2 separate regions of the Ovis aries genome follow, and region 1 is linked to region 2. Evidence: chromatin contacts called from public Hi-C data. All regions are on one chromosome and are shown on one strand. Each heading gives the region's core, a stretch centred on a gene start, on an enhancer-like site or on the middle of the called end of the contact. The rest is flanking DNA. Distances are from core to core; before and after follow the strand shown.

Evidence for each region. A called contact is a pair of places that touch in the nucleus more often than the background predicts.
Region 1: a contact with region 2 is called in a Hi-C map of omental adipose tissue, with 1.9 times the contacts expected there. The contact joins two enhancer-like sites. A contact is called at or near these places in 5 of 16 Hi-C or Micro-C datasets (blood, hypothalamus, omental adipose tissue and 2 more).

What each region holds. Positions count from the first base shown.
Region 1 is chr3:81,304,671-81,308,567 of ARS-UI_Ramb_v3.0, forward strand. No RefSeq gene overlaps it. Among named protein-coding and RNA genes, the nearest start is that of TRNAI-UAU, 44 kb to the right of the region's middle. Within about 2 kb of position 1,966, at least 13 of the 54 cell types and tissues checked have an H3K27ac peak or open chromatin away from gene starts, as enhancers often do.
Region 2 is chr3:81,210,720-81,215,157 of ARS-UI_Ramb_v3.0, forward strand. It overlaps LOC114113941 (a long non-coding RNA gene), which reads right to left. Exons shown (of 3, transcript XR_003588726.3): 1 at 1-4,438. Among named protein-coding and RNA genes, the nearest start is that of TRNAI-UAU, 140 kb to the right of the region's middle. Within about 2 kb of position 2,747, at least 14 of the 54 cell types and tissues checked have an H3K27ac peak or open chromatin away from gene starts, as enhancers often do.

The DNA.
Region 1 (3,897 bases), core at 716-3,215, 93 kb after region 2:
CCCCATAGTCTCAGCCCCACCACTTCTGCATGAACAGGCTCAAACCCTGGAATCCACCCCCTTCCTTCACTCCCCCGCCAAAAACCCACTTGCACAAGGCAAGTGTGTGTGTGGAGCAAACCCCACTGAAGGTGGGTGATGGAGGGCTTAATGATCCCCTGTGGCTCTGTAAACGCCTCCCAGCTTTTACGTTTCCCCATCTCATCCCCTCAAACCTGACTGCCTTTATAGAAATGAATTCTTTTCACTTTGTTTCACAGATGATTTTTTCCCCCTCCATCCCAACTCTGCTCCCTGCTAATCTTTCCACTACAAAAACCCACCTTCCTGCTCAGTGAAACCCTGGGCTGGGTCCCCTCCCCCAGGCCCTGCTCCTCAGCACCATGGAAACATTAGCAGAAACTCTGAATCTGTCATCTTCCTCTCCCTTCGTCCCTCTCCTCTTCGCATACATCCATACCCTCCAGACTTCACAAGCTACTCCTGGAAAGGAAGAGGTCAACTTTCAAAACTAGTACATTCCAGGGCCCAGACCACGGAATCCTGTCTCTTTGACTTCACCTCAGGTGCCAGATTTTAGGGACACCAAAATACTCAGTAGGCAAGACAACTCATATTTTAATGCAATACTTTTTATTTATTTATTTGGCTGAACTGGGTCTTAGTTGTGGCATGTGGGATCTAGCTCCCTGACCAGGGATCGAACATAGGCCCCTGGATTGGGAACTCAGAGTCTTAGCCTCTGGACCACCAGGGAAGTCCCTTAATGCAACACTTTTAAAAACTAAAACTAATGCAAACTATCCATGATGGATGAATGAAATACCAGATTTTTCGGTAAAGACAGATTCGGCATTACTAATTTTTCCTCTTGCTTCAGACTGCAACACAACAGAGCCCAGCATTGTGTAGACTCTACGTCAGGATTAGACCATCACAGGCAGGAAGGTGCTCCTCAATGTGCCAGGAGGATGATGGAGCAGGCAGCTCAGAGTGAATTTAAGGAGACTCTACAACCAGCCAGATGATGAGCTTTGCAGAGGCCCGAGCTGTCTATGTAGCAGCACCCATGAAGCCCCAAAGCAGCTGGAACCTGGAAAAGCCAACTGGCCAGACGAGGGCTATACACTCCAGCTCCCTGGGGAGGGAGAGGCAGAGGGGCAAGGGATCAGAAATGAGGCTGAAGAAGGGGGCGGGGAAAGAGAGAAGCAGGAAGCACGCTGGGCAGGCTCCTCTCTCCTCCCCACAGCACCTCAGCCTGCTCAGACCTGCCTGCATAACTCGGGCAGGGCTGGGCCTGATAAGACACTAACTGTTCCTGTCAAACACCAATGCCACCTCCATCTCCCCCAGGGCCACCAAGACACCTCCAGGAATGAACACCTGGCTCCAGAGACCCCTTTACAGATGGGTGGCACCAAAGGCTGGGCAGGCCAGGGGCCCAGGAGAGCCTGGCCTGGGAGCCTCAGAGTCTGGCCCATGTGGTAGGCCAGGGCCTGGGAGTCTAGGACCCTGAGGCTCCTACACACACCGGGGTCCCATCACCACACCTGCCAGAAAGGTTCACTTTCCCAGCTTGGAAAAATTTAAACCAGCTCACGACTCTGAAGGCTGAAATCATCTTCATCTCCAGAAGGGAAGCTCGTGTCTGCTCAACCAGACCAGGGAGAGAGTGGACTGCTGCCCCCATTGCTCCAGGACCTTCCCAACGATAGGCATTCCCCCCACCTCCAGGCCAGGGTAGTGTCCAGGATGTTCTTGATGCTTTACTTCATAATTTACAGGAAGCATGAGGCTCAGAATGGCTGAAGAAGGCTATATTCCTCCTTTAGGGAATAGCGGGGAGGAACAGGGTGGTGTCATGGCCTCAGCCCAACGTACCACCAAGCCTGCCCCGTGTGGGTGGGGGCGGTTAGGGACACTTGAGCCGGTGTCCACCCACTGAGGAGGCCAGGGAGTCCTACCCTAGTTGATGCAGACCTCTGCTGAGGACAGCTTTAGTTGCTGATTCTGGAATTCTATCTGCCCCAGGGGTCTGCACGGAGCCTACATTCACACTTATTCACTCAACAAACAGAGGCACCCGCGAGGTGCTAGACCCCCGGCTCATGCAGGCCAGGCTGTGTGCACTCAGACTGCTGTACACCTACAAATCTGGGCTGGCTGGCGTCCCACACCCCCTGCAAAGACTGGATGGAGCTCACCCTCATGAACATACCTGGGCTGGGCCACACTGACATTCGCTTGGCCTCGTTCATGCCCAGGGTCTCCCTTGGTCTCCTGCCTCTGTCTGCCCTGGGGCGACACCTGTCCCCCAGTGACAGATGCCGCTCTTGGGTTTAGGTGGCTGAGACACCCAGAGGCCCACTGCAGGGGTCAGGGCCACGATGGGCAGGTGCTGAAGGAGGGGCCGGGGCCTGGGCTGGGTCGGGGCCTGGCCTCCATCTCCCGGACCCACTGGCCTGTGGGGAGGCGCTGTCCCCAGCTGACAGTATTCTCGGGTTAGGGGATCCAAACGCAGAAACAAGATCTGAAGAGTGTCTGAGGGTCAGAAAATATGAAGTGGATTCAGTTCTTCCACATCTGACCCCACCCATGACCCTGGGCTTCCTTACTCCAAACACCCCCACCTCTTTTCTCCTCTGCTCACAGCCTCCACCCCCACCTAGCGTGTGGTCTGATCATCCGGCCAGTCTTTCGGCAGGCCACTCCCCGCTCAGGAATCTTCACTAGATCCCCATGGCCTAAGGATGAACTCCAGCTGGCATTCAAAGCGCTCTGTGGACAGGAGTAGCAGCTCCCTCTTCTCTCTTCCCAGACCCCTCCGGAAACAGTCTCAGCTCTGTCACTCCGTGAAGGCCTTGCCCTTTTCCATCTCTGCATCTTTCACAAAGCCCTCCCTCCTCCTGAACGGCCTCTTTCTGAGTTCTCTCCACTCTTCAGGGCCCAGCTAAACCCCCGTCCTGAGAAGCCTGCCTGATGACCACCGTCTCCGGGGGCCACTCCTCTGCCCCTTCTCTGTATCATATGCATTCCCTGCCCCCCAGGTTCTGCGAGCCTCTCTCAGCCCTCCTGCACCCCAGCCGCACAAGACTGTGTGACCTTCCGTCCCTGGAAGGTGTGTCCCTGGCCTCCTCCAAAGGCAGCCACCGCAGCCCAGGCTCCACGCTCCCAGTCAGGCCGCGGCCTGCTCTGCTGGGCGGCGACCGTGCACATTCCTTCAGAATTAAACAAGGTCTTGCTGGCTCCAGGCTCCACAGCACAACGTGGGTCCTGTCTGCCTTTGGAAGTAGCTTTTCGCCCTCCCCAGCCAGTGAGGCCTCTGGGTTCCAAAGGCCAAGTTCTCCTTTCTCTGGGGTTAGAGATCTCAACAGCCACAAAGGAGGGGGAAGGGTTCCCACGTGGGGCCATTTGGAAACCCGAATCAAGACCTAAAACTCTCCTCAGCCGCTGAATGCCTGGTACTCATCATGCCATTCATCTGGAGAGAACACTCACGTGCAAGCACACACTGACACACACAACTGCACAAGCGTATATAGCACACGCGTGCACAGACACAAGCATGCAGGTAAACACACGTGCACAGACATAAACATGCACACACAAACACACGCATGAGCAAGCACGTGGTCTCAGACCCAGGCATACATGTTGCCACACACACACACATGCCTGTATGTACACATATGCACAGACAGGAATACACGTGTAAACACACAGAGATGTGTGCACACAAACTCACATACAGACCTGCATTTGGTGATGCTGCTGGTGGGCGAGGGGGCCAGCCACCTCTGAGAGGGCTGGATCTCTGGCAAAAAGCCCATCCCTCCCTTCCCCAGAACAAGTCGGAAAGGGCCAAAACCCAATCTGAAGCATGGCCAGATCATTTTT
Region 2 (4,438 bases), core at 1,497-3,996:
GCATGAGCCTGCACCCCAGCTCCCGACCCACATCTGCTTCTCATTTCCGCCCCAGGAAAATGGCCCAATTTCCATGAGTCGCTGGCCCAAGCCCAGGCTGGAGCCTCTCAGCGGCCAGCCCCACCCAGCTGGGTTCCATTACTGGGGAGAGGGGTAGAGGCTGAGAGAACATTAGAGGTAGTGGGTGTGTCATGGAGCTGGCGGGAGGTGCGGGGGCAGGCCAGAGTGCTTGGGGTGGTTCTGTCAAGACTTCGCAGTGTGTCCTTGGGGGAGTCCCCAGCCTCTCCGAGCCTCAGTTTTCTCATCTTTCTCATGAGTAACACACGTGTTACTCTACTGATGGACATCTTATGAGGACTTGGGGACCAGGGTGATTCTTTAGGATGAAAACAATGGAATTTTCCCCAAAACCAAACTGAAAATAGATTGGCCTGCAGACAGAACCAGTGGAGCTGGCACATGTCAGGAAACTGCTGAGGACCCAGAGCCACTTCCCTACCTGACTGGGCCCTCCCCTGGGCAGTTTGATGGGGTTTGGGCCTAAGTCCTCGTCTGGCAGGCTAATCCCAGCTCTCAGTTCTTGGTCTACCAGCATTTATTAAGCACCTAGGATGTGTCAGGCCCTGGGTGGGCAGGGGTCGGTAGACCAAAGTGATGAATACAACTTAAGCTTCTTGTCAAGGAACTTAGAAGTAAATAAATATAGTCCAACATAGCAGAGTGCAGGGGATATGAATGGAATGAGGCCAGAGGCTGGAAGTAACATAGTCTATTTCTAGTCATGCAGTGGAGATCCTTGACTTTTTAGATGTTCTTAACTTGATTTTTTTTTTCTAATAAAATCTACATCAAAGTCCATCCTCCTTCCAACAAAGACCAGGACCTTAGAAAGTGCCCTCCAGACACCTCCCACCCTTCACATTCTGAATCCCAAGTCGGTTCCCTCTGTGGGAGGTTGTCAGGGACTCCACAAAGGGAGGTCCCACCTCCCACAGCACCTCCCCTCCAGGCCTCTGGTGTCACCTTGCCACCCTCACCCTGCACGGGCCATGCCCCACCATATCCCCTGCTTCCTGGTCAGGGGGCAGAGCCTGAGCTGGAAGCCACAGAGGGCTGGTGGAGGCAGAGAAGGGTGATAGATGGAGACTCTTGGCTCTGCTCCCCGTGCCTAGTCACGAGCAGCAGGACAAGAGCACCTTGTGCAGCTTCGGGGGACATTGTGGGGTCCTCACCCCACCCATGGGCTTCCCTGGTGGCTCAGACAGTAAAGAATCTGCCTGCAATGCAGAAGACCCGGGTTCAATCCCTGGGTTGGGAAGATCCCCTGGAGAAGGGAATGGCTACCCACTCCAGTGTTTTTGCCTGGAAAATTCCATGGACAGAGGAGCCTGGTGGGCTACAGTCCCTGAGGTCACACAGTTAGACACGACCAAGTGACTTTCATCTCGCCCACAGGCCCCTGAACTAAACCACCACCTTGGAGGCCATTTTGTAGATGAGGACCCTGAGGAACGGAGAGGCTCAGTAACTTGCTCAAAAACAAATTGTTTGGTCTGGAACCTCATCTCTCTGACCCCAGGGTCTGTGATCTTTGCACCAGCTTGGCACTACTCTTGAGCACCTAGGTTAAAAAACCTAGTTCAGTCACTCACTAGGAATGTGACCTTGGGCAAGTCTTCAAAGTCTCAATTTTCAAAATACGTTTTTTTAAATAAATCAGCTTTATTGAGGGATAATTTATACACAATAAACACACAGATTGTGTGTGACTCACTTGAGCTTGATGACTCTTGATGAACATATGCGTGCATGTCACAAACCACACAATCAAGATACAGAACATTTCCCTTCCCTGCAGGAAGCCCCTCCTTCTGCAAAAGGGGCAAATAAGAGTACCTGTCTCCTGGCATGTCAGGAAGGTCAAATGCAGTAACACTGGCAAGATACTTAGCAAGGCTCCAGGTGTGAAGTAAGTACCCCGTCAACATGCATTGCTTTTGACAGCATCTTGCCTCCATGGCGCCCCCTTGAGGCTGGGGCAGGGGTGGGGGCAGGTGCAGCAATGCTGTCTCTGAAGCCTTCTCCTCCCCAGTGTGAAGGCATCAGCCCATCTAAGAGAAGACTTGGGATAGACTCAAAACCTCTGTCTTCCTCCAGGAGCCCCGAGGGGCTGAGTGCAGAGAAATGGGCCAGCTTCTGCCCTCAGGCTGGCCCAGAACATAGGTCCTCTGTTCTGAGACCTTCCCATGTCTGTCTCCAGCATTGGAAGCAGGGCTAGCTTCATGATTGGCAAGCTGTCAGTCACTCAGGACTCCATGCTCAGAAAGCCCTGTACTTGGTTTAATGTTCTGATGTCACCTTCTTGCAATCTTCAATAAAACAACGGACCTTGCGTTTTTATTTTACACTGGGCCCTGCAAATTATGTAGCAGGGGATGGTGGCGGTGAAGGTAGGGTGAGCTGGCTGATTTCCTCCCTAGAGAAGCTGGTGCCATCCCTCTCTAGGCATGCACACACACACACACACACACACAGGCACACACACACACACACGCACAGTCATCACATGCAGTCACATATACTCATTCAGCACTTTCTCCGTCCCTTCTCTGTCACTCCCCACAGAGGGGCAACGGGAAGGCCTGGCTCATACTGAGCCCTCAGCCACCAGGAGGCACCCACGCAATCTGGCAGCCTGCTCGGTCTGGAAACCCCCTTGGGGACAGCTCCTGCTCATAGGGCCTGCTGGCCAGGCCACCCGAATTCCCATCCTCTGACGGTCCTCTCCAGCCGCCTCCTCCCAACTCCACAGCTCAAGTGTGAAACCACAGCTGGGCGCCTGCCAAGGGGGCTTGGGTTTCATCACACTCAACTTCCCACACCTCGGCTAGAGGCCAAGGTCTGATGGGGCTGCTGGCCTGAGGCCTGGCCTTGAAGGCAGAGTAGGGGTAGGGGATGGCTCCCAGTTCCCCCTGGCTTCCTGTGTATCCTAGAGGGCCCCCTCTTTCAGGCCACAGTTTCCCCTCCATGCAGTGGGATGGGATTTGGTAGGAATGGAGCACTTGCCAAGGGTAAGGGGAAGGCAGAAATTAGAGACGAAGGCATTGAGAGAGAGTCTAGAATGTCACTGTCCACAACAGTAGCCACCACGAGCTGCATGTGGCTATTCGAATTTAAATTAACTTACATGAAAGCCAATTTAAATTTCATTTCCTCAGCCACCCCAGCCACATTTCAAGCACTCAACAGTGATGTGTGGCTTGCAGCTGCCATCTTGGACAGCTCAGACACAGGACATTTTCATCAACACAGTGAGACACATCTGCCGGTGGGGGAAAATCAAGGCGCAGGGGATGCTGGGAGCTTTGCTGACCCCGGGGGTGGGTGGGCAAAGGGCCGTGAGTGGGACACATTTGAGAAATGCTCTCAGTCACCTCTAGACCTCAAGAATGAGAAGATGGACACGCCATAGAGGGGAGTCAGGAATCAATCTCCAAGGGGTATAGAAACTATCTGAAGGCAGCTTCAGCTCGTCACCCCGACTGAGAGACCAGAGGCCCAAGGAAGGTGGCGGCCAGAACAGGTGTCCTTCCTAGCAAAGGGCTCCCAGAGCCGTCTCCAAGTGGGAAATGCCATCACTCCTTCCTGCCTCACCTCTAGACTCAGGATGCACCTTTGCATGCTCTAGAATAATATTCTCAAACTTTAGCCTGCCTCGGAATCACCCGGAAGCTTGCTGAAGCACAGATAACTAACTGAAAACTCAAAACACATATACTTTTACTTCGTTTAGGAGTCAACGTTGAAATACAGATATTTGGGTTGTGTTCACCGGAGGGTTCACTCGCGTTTGGCTGTCTGGGTAAATCATTGAAAGGTATTGAGCTGGCTTAATCTGGACACATTTTATAAGCTATAAATGGATCAGCAGAGGGTGATGTGGTGATTTCAGAAGAGACTGGAGGGGGCAGGAAAGAAAGGGAAGGGAAAGGGAGGAAGGACTTGGCCCTAAGAGGTTATACAAGCCCCCGCACCCCACCCCCAGCAGACACAGGGTCACTCAGCAATCAGGCTGTACTTCGCTTCTTCCTCCCCGCTCTCCAGCTCTGACTATTTTCAAATGAAATAAGCCTGGGAAGCAGGGAAGGCTCAGGGCTGTGAATACATGTTCTTGTTTTCCGGGCTTATTCGACTTTGACAGGGAGCTTGGCTGAGTGCAGGCATCTGAGCCCTTGCTCTCAATGGTGCTTTTAAGGCATGTCTTACCCAGAATTTAAAGAGTCTCCATCAAATATACCAGCAGGCCTTGATGGCCCCCTCAGTCCCTGAGGCGCAAGCCCACCCTGCCCTCCTCCACCGCCCACCCCTAGCCTGCACCCACCTCCACACTTCTGGGGAGGGTAGAGAACAACAGATCCTGGGTTGGGAAACCAATTCT